2 separate regions of the Mus musculus genome follow, and region 1 is linked to region 2. Evidence: chromatin contacts called from public Micro-C data. All regions are on one chromosome and are shown on one strand. Each heading gives the region's core, a stretch centred on a gene start, on an enhancer-like site or on the middle of the called end of the contact. The rest is flanking DNA. Distances are from core to core; before and after follow the strand shown.

Region 1 (6,244 bases), core at 2,839-5,338, 88 kb before region 2:
CGTTGAAGCAGAGGTCACGGAGGAGTGCTGCTTACTGGCTGGCCTCACGCTCAGCCTAAGTATAGACTTAGGACCAAGCCCAGGGGCAGGGGCGGCCCCACCCACAATGGGCAGAGCCTTCCCACATCAACTGCTAATTAAGAAAATCCCCCACAGCCCATCTTATGGAGGCATTTTCTCAACTGAGGCCCCTTCCTGGCAGGTGATTCTATATTGTGTCAAGATGGCATAAACTAGCCAGGACAGTCAGTCAACAATAGAGTCAGAGATTTGTTGTCCCCCTTTATTACCATTGAATAGTGATAAGAAACACCGAGTGAATTTTGAGTCATAATTACTAGATTCAGGTAGGACTGTTTCTTTGGGGATGGGTTTTGATTCGCCTTTCTTAACCCAGAGCCTTTTATCACAAGGCAAGTTTTTAGGAATTAAGAACACTGTCTTCTTTTAAAATTTGCAGAGACCTTTAGTAAAAATGCAGAGACCTCCTCATTTCAGCCACTCAGCTTAGAATGCCAACTTGGAAACTGCCTGATGTCACTTCACTGGCTGTGACTTCTGCCTTTAAGTGAGAAGTCTTAGTTTTTAACACATGGGTTCTTCTTTCTTTCTTTTTGCCCATTCATAATTTTCCCAAATTAAAAAATATATATCCTCAGCCATTAAAAACAAAAGTAACAAAAAAGAAGGGTTGTGAAATAGACAAGTTTTGTTCCTTGTCACCTGTATTTGTCCTCCTTGTTGAAGGTGCTTTGATGAATTCTCCTGTGCATCTTCTTTACCAGTGAAGTTCCTGGTCTTGCCTCCGTATCTCCTCAGGTGGCTATGAAAGGAATTTGGGGATTCATGAACTAAAATTAAATATGTGTGTGTGTGTGTGTGTGTGTATATATGTGTGTATATGTATGTATGTATATATATACATACATGTACATACACACACACATATACAAACATAACTCAGGCTGGACAGATGGCTCAGAGGTTAAGATCACTAGCTGCTCCTCCAGAGGTCCTAAGTTCAATTCCCAACAACCACATGGTGGCTCACAACCATCTGTAATGAGATCCGATGCCCTGTTCTGTTGTGTCTGAAGACAGCGACAGTGTACTTATATGCATTAAATAAATAAATAAATATTTTTTAAATGCACTGGAGAGAATCCATAGGGACCTCTTGACTTTCGCTTGGCATCTGAAAAGTAAAAGTTAGCCCCTCTTCTCTCTCCTTTCTCTGTCTCAGAATTTACTTGCACCAAATACCACAGCCATGAACTCAGTAATTTGATAAGTCTTTAATTAATCTTTAATTTCTGTGTTTGACATGTACAGAGTTGTTTTGAGAGAAAAAAAGAAGCCCAAAGAAATCGTTCTAATAATGTGAAATTCCTGGACCAGATGATAATGAAGGAGATTTTAGGGTTGCCTTCAGATCATACCAGCAGGTGGAGTCGGATTCCACCTCTGCAGCTGGCCTGCTTTATCTTCTTCCTTTGCAGCTACATAGTGAGACTGTCTTTAAAGAAAATTCTTAGTTCTGAGAAGTCTCTGGAGACAGCTATAAAGCCAGCCGCATCTTTCTGTTACGTATTTTGCACATAATCACTGAATATATTTTCCGTGCATACAGCCCCACATCATCTTCATGCACAGCCATTGGAAATTAACCTTAAGTACCCCAATTCATTACCACATGCCTCTTTTTTATATTTTAACCACATTCCATTTTCAAACTGGGGCTTTACCATCCACTATGATTTATCTAAGATCTGTGTTAAGACACTCTTTGGTTTGAGGCTTAGTCCTAATTTATGCTGCTTTTTTAATTTTATGTTTTATTATTGGGTGTGCACGGAATGGGTGTGTGCATGTGTGTGTGTAAGTGGGTGCCTCTGTGTGTGTGTGAGTGAGAGAGAGAGAGAGAGAGAGAGAGAGAGAGAGAGAGAAATTCCTGTGCTCCAGGGAACATGCAGAGATCAGAGAACAGCTTTCTTGAGTTGAGTCTCTCCTACTCTGCCGCAGACCCTCTGGGCCCCTTTGTCTGCGTGGAACGGGTCTCTAGTCTCAGGTGGACAAAGCGTAGAATGATTGACAAACAGACGCACACAGGAGAGTTCGTGTGGAATCTGAATATAATTTTTCAAATCGAACATCAGACTTTTTATGCAGAAGACAATAAGGAAGTTGGGTGACATACCCGCAAGGTACAAATGAGGTAACCGGATGCTTAATGACTCTTACACAGAACAGAGGAATGAAAACGCAAAGACTGGCAGGAACTGGGCAATAAAATAACCGAGACAGAGTCAGCCCTATCTAAGGTCAGCTATAGTCTTAGAAGCCAGGTGTGAGAACTTTTCACTCCTAGGGCGAGGGCTTTCACACCCAAGTCATGGTTCTAACTAGGGAGTTCCGTTCTAGCTAACCATCTCATGAATAATGCAATACTCTAAAACCACAGCCCGATCTACTTCCTAAACCATTGTAAATTCTTGTATATGGGAGCGACTTTGCTTTTATTGATAGTGTAATACCAGGGGCTATTCTGAATGTCACTGTCTAGCTCAAGGACGTTCTAGGACTGTTGGAACACTGGCGGAAGGCTTTAGCTATGTCAGAATTCAATCTTAAAAGGCACTTATAATAAGATGATACTGAAAGAGAGCACGTGGATCCATACACTAGACTAACGTGGGAATGGAGAATCAAGGGGACACCAGACTCCAGGAGGAGAGCTTCCTTGAAACTCTTTTTGCCTCATGAGCAGCTTTTAGGCATCCCTGCCTGACAGGCTGACTCGGCCGGAGTGCCATGGCACCCTTCTGGAATGGGAAGGGATCAAATACAGGTTTGCACACTAAGCATTCTAGCCCACCGAGTCCTCTTGCTGGTACTAATATGTGCTTTTTTTCCCCCCATTGTCCTTTGTTTCTCCTCCCTTCCTCTCTTCACCGTTCTGTATTTACTTTGTCCCATCTTTCTGTTTTCTTACTCTATACTGCAGTCATTTGAGACCTTCCATGTTACAGCAACTCCTGCGTCGTCTGGTTTTTGACGTGCCACAGCTCAGCGAGTACTGCAAGATGCCCCTTAAGGTAAGCATCATGCTCACCATAGAAGTGCCGTTCATGGCACAGGCGGGGCGGGGCTGCACAGAGTGCACACAATTAGAGAACCGAAATGTGTATTCTCTCTCTCTCTCTCTCTCTCTCTCTCTCTCTCTCTCTCTCTCTATTATTACTTCTTTTAGTATTTTGTGTGTACCAGAATTTTCCCTACATGTATGTCTGGGCAACATATGCACGCAGTACCAATAGAGGCCAGAAGAAGGTGTTAGCTTCCATGGGACTGGAATTATACACGGTTCTGAGTCTCCACTTGTGGCCAGGAATCAGACCAGGGTCCTCTGAGAGCAGCCAGAACTCCAGCTCTCCCTATGGTCTTTTATTCAGAGGATCTAAAATGTCCCTTTTCATCGTGGTTTTGTGCTTTTTTTCCCTCTTGTTACAGATGCTTTGAATTTCTTTTTCTTTTTTCTTTTCCTATTTGTTAATGAAAAGAACACAGAATTTTTTTTAATTTACTTTCTTATTCCTATAACTTGTCTCTTATAGCCCCATATTATCTAGTCCTGGGTAGGATCAAAATTGGTGGCCATTGCAGACCAGCCACACTGACAATTTCCTTCTGTTTCTTTTCTTTTAAGAAATAATTCAAGCAGGGTTTTAACAGAATATTTATTGGGGTTACTAGAACTCTCAGAAGCCATTGGTTCAGTCCCATAACCAGGCAGGAAGATTTACACAATCACAGAGGTTCTCAGTTCTCCCAGGACTCAGTTTTCCTTCTAACTTCAACAGCTCTGGATCTTAATCTCAAAGTGTCCTGTTGCTGAAACATGTGATGTCCTAAACTTGGCATTGTTTCTCTACAGACCTCTGCTGTCAGCTGATGCTGGCTCCTGAGAGGCATTGCTGGGACCACAAAGTAAAGTCACACTAACGTCTCACCTGATAGGCATGTTTCCCCCCTTAGATGTGGCACCTACTAGAAATGTGTGTTACTAGTGTAGTGTGCCCTCTCCTGGTGAGCTATGGAACTGGTGTCCCACCATTGAGCTGGATGAGGGCCAGGGAGAGACCAGAAAGCCACAGACAGCCATCAACATTAATCCTCAGACCCGCCATTCTCTGCCCACTCTCCCCTCCCCATATCAGCACAGCCCAGGATATTCCAGGATCGTCTGTAATCGTATGAAACTATTCGCACATCTGACTGACTAGAACAGCACACTGAGACTCCTTTCAAAGGGCAACGTTTTCTCATTTCAAGCAGGGATTGACTGCTCTCCATTTTTCAGTAACTACCTGGGAGCACATCAGGAGGCAGGAGAATGAATCAGGCAGATGCAGCTCAGCCTGGCTCATTAGGTGTGAGAGAAGACCCTTCCCCACAGGCATCTGAAGAGCCTCTCTGTTGACAACCCAACTCCTTCAAATACTGGTTTACCCCACCACCACCACCACCATCACCCCCAGGATTTCCCACTCTGTTTTCTTCTCCCTGCATGTCTCTGGTGCCTGCGGATGTCCTTGTGGCTGGTGCCCTCCCGTCCTGACACTCCCAGCTTCTGACAAATCACTACGAGCAGTGCTGGAAGTATTACTGCCTGCCTTCGGGATGGGGGAGCTATGGGCTGGCTGTGGAGGAGGAGCTGCACCTCACTGAGAAGCTCTTCTGGGGGATCTTTGACTCCCTCTCCCACAAGGTAATGACTGCTTCCTGAGGAAACCATGGCCCCGGTGACTTAAGCATGCAGGAACTGACATCCGTTTGCTTTCACTCTTCTCTATAGACTGCTAAGGACCTCACAAGCATATCATGTTAATTCTTTAAGCCCCTTCCCCACCGGCTCCCCAGGACACCGGAACAGGAACTACCTAGTCCTCAGAGTCATTACACAATGTGCCAGGCTTACTGAGCTCACACATGGGAAAGCAGCTACCAGAGCAAGTTCCAAAAGCCCTTTCTGCTTCCAGTTCAATGACTTAACACTCTTGTCGTCTTTCTCTGTGGAGGGTTATAGTCTAGTCCCATTCCCTGTACTATCTGATGGAGAATGTGACCAGATGCCTCAGACTCTTCCTCCACCTTGCTGACCTATGTCCCCTCAAAGTCACAAGAAAGCCTGCCTTCCTTCCTTAAGTTACCTTTGTCTGAGATTTATGTCACACCAGTGGGTAAAATATTAGTACAAATCTCTACCTACCACTGTGGAGCTTATAAGATTTTCAAAGTTCCCTCCCTGGTCATAGGTTGGGTCATTGCCCATAACTATTCTTAGCAGGAAAGTTTATAACCCATTTTAGCCCAGGGAAAGCCATCTTAACCTCGGATATTCTTTAAATGTATTTGGATTAACATTGATTTAGACCTTTAAAATTCTTCAACTTAAAGTGAATGGCAACTTGGGGGCTTTATAGATTGTCATTCCATCCTCCAAGAATTCTTTAGTTTTCTGTAGCGAGTATAGAAAGTCAACCTGCAAATGCATCCTTTGTGTCTATTTCTATTGGTAAGAGAATGATTCTCTATGACAGCTGTGGTTCTGGTCTGTCTATTGGAGTGCTCTGTTTTTCCTCACAGAAATATGACCTGGACCTTTTCCGAATGGCCCTGCCTTGTCTCAGTGCTATTGCTGGGGCCTTGCCACCAGACTATTTAGATACGAGAATTACAGCCACATTGGAGAAGCAGGTCTCAGTGGATGCAGATGGAAACTTTGACCCCAAACCTATCAACACCATGAAGTAAGTTCAACGCCACTTCTAAACTGTTTCTATATTCCATAGAGTAGCCAATTACTTTCTTTCAGACTACAGTAAAACTTGCATTTTCCCTCCTGCCAACCCTGCTCACCATCTCCTTTGACATTATAAGTCACATCAGGAACAAGATTTAATCCATCCATATCTGATTATATACTATATTACTTATATCTCAGGCTTTTGGGAGGGGTTGGTTTAATACATGAAAGAGACACACTCACAAAAATAAATGTTGTCTGAGGCATTACAAAGCCCACCCTGATAAGTGATTAAATTAATTTATTAATAAGTTTTTTTGACAAACAAAAAAAAACAACTTTGTTCTTTACAAATCAGGCCTATAGAGGTATAATAATACCAAAACAACTCCATAGTAAGAGCAGAACCTTAAGAAGCCCTCAGTGGTAGTAGAATGC
Region 2 (5,762 bases), core at 2,790-5,289:
CGTATGTGTAGCAGTTATGATTAGAATATGATATTGGCAAAATTAAGCAAAAAGTAACTGAGAAATCATTTAAATTATATATAAAATCCACAGTGACATTTGGCATATCTACACATGTGCTGTGTGTTATTGTTTACATTTATACATATATAATACCATGTAGTTCATATGTGTATAGGCAGATTCTATATCCTTAATGGACAGTTTAGGTGATAGACTACAGGTGTATTTTGCCTTTGGAATTCTCCACTCAGTGGTAGAACACAGAAGGAGCCTAAGAAGTTCTGTGAGCTTCGTGTGACACAGGCAGGATATGAGAGGCCTCTCTGGTCCTTTGCATCGTTTCTTCCCTTGTCCTATGTATTACTGCCCTCCTAACCTGTATACTGATGCTCACTAGGAACACAATGCCTCTGCAATTCTCTTTCATCAGACTGATTTCCAAAACGGTAATATCAGCAGCTGAAAGTGCCGCTTCTGTAGCCGGGTGGGGAATCACATTTTCAATGGTGTGCCATTAGTCACTAGGAATCTCACTCACATGTTGGAACATAGTTGTTGGTCCAGAGGCAGAATTAGTTCTGCCTCTTCTCTTGAGATACACACATCTGGCGAGATACACACATCTGGCTCTGACGGGTGTTAAAGTGGCCTTAGTGGTTAAGAACACGTGTTGCTCTTGCAGAAGATCTTGGTTCAGTTCCATGCACCCACGTGGTGGTTCACAACCATCTGATCCAAAGGGTCCAGTGCCCTTTTCTGAATTCTTTGGCACCAGATACATACATAGTGCAAATACGTGATGCACATATATTCAGGCAAAATGCTCACATATGTAAAAATAAATAAATATAAAAAAATAAGAGGAAAAAAGGAACCATATATCTCATAAATGGGTTCTGCCCTAGGCCAAGAGAGCTAGGCCTTAGGTGCAATTTGTAGGGGAGAAGATAGGCACACATTACTCGGTGTTCATGTGATTGTAAACTATAGCACTGCTGCTGCGTGTTAGCAGACACTCATGAAGCCAAACCCGCATTTCCTCATGATGGTCCATGACAAATTTTACGCCATAAAGCCCTCCCTCCTTATATCATCTGGTTATTCAGCTAAGGCATAGTCTCTCAAGCAGGGTCAGCATTGCTCTTCCAAGCATCGCATCATCAAAGGCAGGTGGCTATAGCATCTTGTCTCCTGCATGCACCCAGACTACCATGTATGCTGTGGGTGCTGAGTGTTTTCAGTTGCTTGTCTGGGAGCTACCATCATCATATAGTGAAGCAAGTCGGATTTCTCTCTTACATTTTTCACTTAGAGCCAGGTATGTAGTTTACACCTGGAAGCCTGGGAATAGACAGGCTGAAGCAGGAATGGCACAAGTCTGAGGCCAACACAGGCTTCAGAGTTAGACCTGTCTCAAAACAAAATGATGAAACTGCAACCACCACCAACACCACCAACACAACAAAAACCACTAATACTTTGCTGAGTGAACTCTACAAAGAATGACAAAGCCTGAGCTCTCATCAGCTGGAGTGATGACTCAGTAGTTAAGAGCACTTGCTACTCTTGCAGAGGACCCCAGTTCAACTCCCAGCACCCACCTCAGGCAGCTCCCACCCTCCTGAAACTCCAGCTCCAGGGCACTGGATACCCTCTCCTGGCCTCTGTGGGACCCTAACTCATGTGCACATACCCACACAGAGACACGTGTAAGTGCAAATAAGCAAAAATTAAAAATAAAATTAAACTTAGAAGAACTCCCAAAGGCTTAGAGAATTCCTTTATTTCATGTATCGTTTCTCCACATACCAAGCCAGATCCCAAAGCAGTCCTAGTCTTGATTTTCCTGTAAGAATTTGTATTGCTCCGTGGTGGAGAGGCCGTGTGGCACGCCTGGGCTATCGAATACCAGCTTCAGCCATGGAAACAGGCCACTGGTTCTGTGATAGACGCTCTTCCACATGTTAACTGGTATCCCAGTGGAAGGGCACTGTTGCTTGTGGGAGTTATTTTACCTATTATAAAAATCATTCCTTTTGTTGTGACTATTGTCCCTTTGGAGCAGAATCAAGTAAGCCAATAAATACTGTGGATGTCTGTGCTGTGTGTCTAGCTACTGTGGTTTTGTGTGCATGTACAGAAGAGAAGGCTCGGGTTTGGGCTGGTCTTTAATGGCCATCTGGTTTGGTTTTGCTTAACATATTTTTTGTTTTTGTTCTTTTACTGTTCTTTGAAATGTAGTAAGGCCCAACCTGTACGGACAGGGCCTCAAGGAAGCAAGCTACCCCTGAGCTGAGGCAGTTCCTTTCAGAGAGTCACTGAGCCCCTCTCTTTATTTCAACATCATCTCCTAGTCTGGAGGACAGGACCAGGAACGGAAGAAGACAAAGAGGCGAGGAGACTTGTATTCCATCCAGACGTCCCTTATCGTGGCTGCGCTCAAGAAAATGCTGCCCATTGGTCTGAACATGTGTACTCCAGGCGACCAGGAGCTCATCTCACTCGCAAAATCACGATACAGCTGTGTAAGCTGCTTCTGTGGTCCAGCTGAGTGCAGAGGGAAGGCTGTGAGGAGTGGGCGGTACTCTTCCTTTACGGTGGTAGTCCTCTGAGGGGCAGGGGTTGAGGTACACACTTTGTAAAGCTGTCTGGGAGTCAGTAACTTGGGGTAAGTCTCATTTACATCTCTCCTGTTCTTCTAAGAAAGTTCCCCGTTAAATTGTGCACTGACCAGCCATACTTCCCTGTACCCTATGCTGCATTTTAAAGGTGATCCACAGGAATAAAATTTCCCATCTTTCCACAGAGGGACACTGATGAAGAAGTCAAGGAACATCTTCGGAATAACCTGCACCTGCAGGAGAAGGTGATGCTTCATCTCTCACAGGCTGTCCTGCTAGCTGGAGGACCTGTCCTCCCGCTTAGTTTACTTTGTATATCTGACTGTTAAGATACAGTCTTACTATGGAGCCTAGGCTAGCCTCAATATTGAGACCCTCTTACCTCAGCCTCCCAAGTGCTAAGATTATAGATGTATGCCACATCACATGTCACTCAAGTTTTAAAGTTCTGTATTCTTAAAGCTGTTTCATTGCTACAAATGGGAGGCAAGGGTATGAGGAGCAGGAGTTTAAGGCCAGGGTTGGTTATCATAGCAAGTGTGAGCACAGCCTGGGCTACAGAAAGCCCTGTCTCAAAACACACACACACACACACACACACACACACACACACACACACACACACACACACAGAGAGAGAGAGAGAGAGAGAGAAACAGAGAGAGAAACAGAGAGAGAAACAGAGAAAGGCTAAGCTTTACAGCCATGTCTTTAATTTTAGTTTTTTCCTTTACTATTGCAAAGAGGCCAAGGATAAGTATGTGTTACACTTTCTAATGAACAGCAGGCCATCTCAGGGGGTGTTCGGATTAAGTCTCTGAATCTATTGACTGCAATGTTTGTGGAACAGAGAAAGAGGCTCCTGGGTGGACATTTTAGCACCTGCTACTCTGGAAAGCTTTTGAAAGAAAATAAGTTTGTGTCTTGGGAGAAAAAAAAAAGTAAATAAATAAATAAATTTAAAAGATAGAGGGAATTTAAAGGCAACTTGAGATTTCTCCAGTTCTGCAATTCTGAACAGCTCTGTTTGGGGACATTATACCCTAAGAGAATGAGGAAAAACAAAAATACTGATTCTTTCTTCTAAAAATGTGTAACAATGGAAGATAAAATACTCTAGGAAAAACAAATGACAAAAAAAAATCATAACTGCCAAAAATTAAGAAGTTCTAAATCTTGACAGTGGGGATCTAACAGGGAGCTCACCAGAGACCACTCAGACACAGTGTATTGTCAATTGAAAGTCTTTATTTCAGCCAGCTGGGACCACACCCAAGTGTTCGAAGACCTTGGGGTAGCTCCAAGAGCTCAGAACACAGGGTTCTGAAAAGCAAAAGCCCTGTCCTGACATCTGTCTCAGCAGCTGCAGGGAGCTTTGCAAAAGCAGGCAGTTTGAAGCAAGGAGTGAAGCTAAGATAAGTGGTTAGCTGCAGGGGGTTCCTCACAAACAGGAAGTTCAACAGAAGCTAAGAAGTTAGCTAGGACATCTTGACCTTTGTTGGAAAATACCAAAAATACCAGTTAAGAGTCACAAGGAAGTGCAAAGTCACAAGTGTCAGGTTATCTCTCAAGACAGTTTCTAAGAGCCCCTAACAATCTAAGAGCCCCTAGCAATAGCACCTTTGCATAGTGGGTTCCAGCAATGGTCAGGGTGGGTCAGGGTGACTTTCTTTGAATGAACACTCTTTGAACCCAGGAAGCGGGTGGGTGGAGGAAGGAATGTTGCTATCTGTTTTATGATTAGCATACCTTGGAGCATTGAGTTTACTACTCTTTCAATAGCATAGGATTGTACAAATACATACTCTCGAAATTTAAACCTTAATATGTAGGCATAAGATACAAGGTAGGCATACCTGAACACAGAATCGAGAAACTGGAAGATTGTTTTACAGAAATCATCCAAAATGTAGCACAAAGTGGTAAAGGCATGGGGAACATGAAGCTCATGTCTTGCATCTATATGTTGTAGGCTTAAGAAAGAAGGAGAGGGACAGAAGAGATGGCTCAGCAGTTAAGAGCACCTGATGCTCTTCCAGAGGACACAAGTTCAATTCCCAGCACCCACATTACACAGTTCCAACTCCAAGGAATCTGGCCCCCTCTGGCATCCACAAGCACCGAAAGCTCCAGAGTTAGGCACACATATACATAAATAATAGCATATATATATATTTGAAAGAAAGGAGAGGAAGGGAGAAAGGAAAGTATAATAAAAACGAGTCTTAACATATGGAACCCTGGTAGAACTAAAAGTATTTCTTAGCACAAGAGGCACAGAAATTGCTCATCTCATGGATGTGCTTCAACTTTTAGTCTGATGACCCAGCTGTGAAATGGCAACTGAACCTCTACAAGGACGTTCTGAGGAATGACGAGCCTTCTAATCCAGAAAAGACGGTGGAGCGGGTGCAGAGCATTTCGGCAGCTCTCTTCCACCTTGAGCAGGTATGCTCTGCTCTGAGTGTTTGCTCTGAGGAGTGTGTAAGCAAGACTGCTCTGGAGGATAGAACCTTCTTCCCTGTCCTCCGCTCTCAGTTACAGGAGACCCCTTCAGGCAAAAGACAGCCATTGGAAGTTATCCCACACCCCCAAATGTTGCCTGGTGCCTAATACATCAGTCCCTTCAGCTTTCCCTTGTGTTTTTTATGACTTCTTAGTATGACTTCAAAAGACTTATTACAGCTCTTTGCCATTTGTAAAACTGCAATCCATGTCTAGTAGAATCTGAGAAAATAGAGAAAACCTAGGACTGCCTGCCACACAAGAATGACTGCTGGGAACATTTTTGCTAACTTCAGTTGTAAAACCAATATTATTCCAGAGTTCATTGTCTGAGCTACTGAGTCTGCCACTCAGATTGACCTACTATGTGCCTACTCACGTGATTTCTTCTTAGGTGGAACAGCCTTTGAGGTCCAAAAAGGCTGTATGGCACAAATTGTTGTCAAAGCAACGGAAACGGGCAGTGGTGGCCTGTTTCAGGATGGCTCCCCTCTACAATCTGCCCAGGTAGGTTCTCCATCACTTTTGTCTGCCAGGTGAGCCCAAGAGAGGAGTTAAAGTGTTTTCCTACAGCTGAGCTCTCTATGGACAGCTTGATCCTAACAATAGGAATTGGGGTCCTTGGCTTATGGT

What was found. A called contact is a pair of places that touch in the nucleus more often than the background predicts.
Region 1: a Micro-C map of trophoblast stem cells shows a contact between it and region 2, with 2.6 times the contacts expected there. The contact joins two enhancer-like sites. A contact is called at or near these places in 1 of 15 datasets of contacts at CTCF or cohesin (CD8 T cells), 6 of 484 Hi-C or Micro-C datasets (embryonic stem cells and trophoblast stem cells), 2 of 115 datasets of contacts at active chromatin or transcription factors (both in embryonic stem cells) and 1 of 9 other capture datasets (embryonic stem cells).

Annotation. Positions count from the first base shown.
Region 1 is chr2:112,763,090-112,769,333 of GRCm38.p6, reverse strand. Ryr3 (ryanodine receptor 3) reads left to right here. Exons shown (of 104, transcript NM_001319156.1): 49 at 3,005-3,095; 50 at 4,628-4,768; 51 at 5,647-5,810. Among named protein-coding and RNA genes, the nearest start is that of Gm22676, 270 kb to the right of the region's middle. Within about 2 kb of position 4,088, at least 8 of the 459 cell types and tissues checked have an H3K27ac peak or open chromatin away from gene starts, as enhancers often do. A contact at or near this core is called in trophoblast stem cells, where this site is marked.
Region 2 is chr2:112,675,143-112,680,904 of GRCm38.p6, reverse strand. It overlaps Ryr3 (ryanodine receptor 3), which reads left to right. Exons shown (of 104, transcript NM_001319156.1): 71 at 2,358-2,528; 72 at 2,810-2,869; 73 at 4,941-5,072; 74 at 5,524-5,636. Among named protein-coding and RNA genes, the nearest start is that of Gm22676, 180 kb to the right of the region's middle. Within about 2 kb of position 4,039, at least 43 of the 459 cell types and tissues checked have an H3K27ac peak or open chromatin away from gene starts, as enhancers often do. A contact at or near this core is called in trophoblast stem cells, where this site is marked.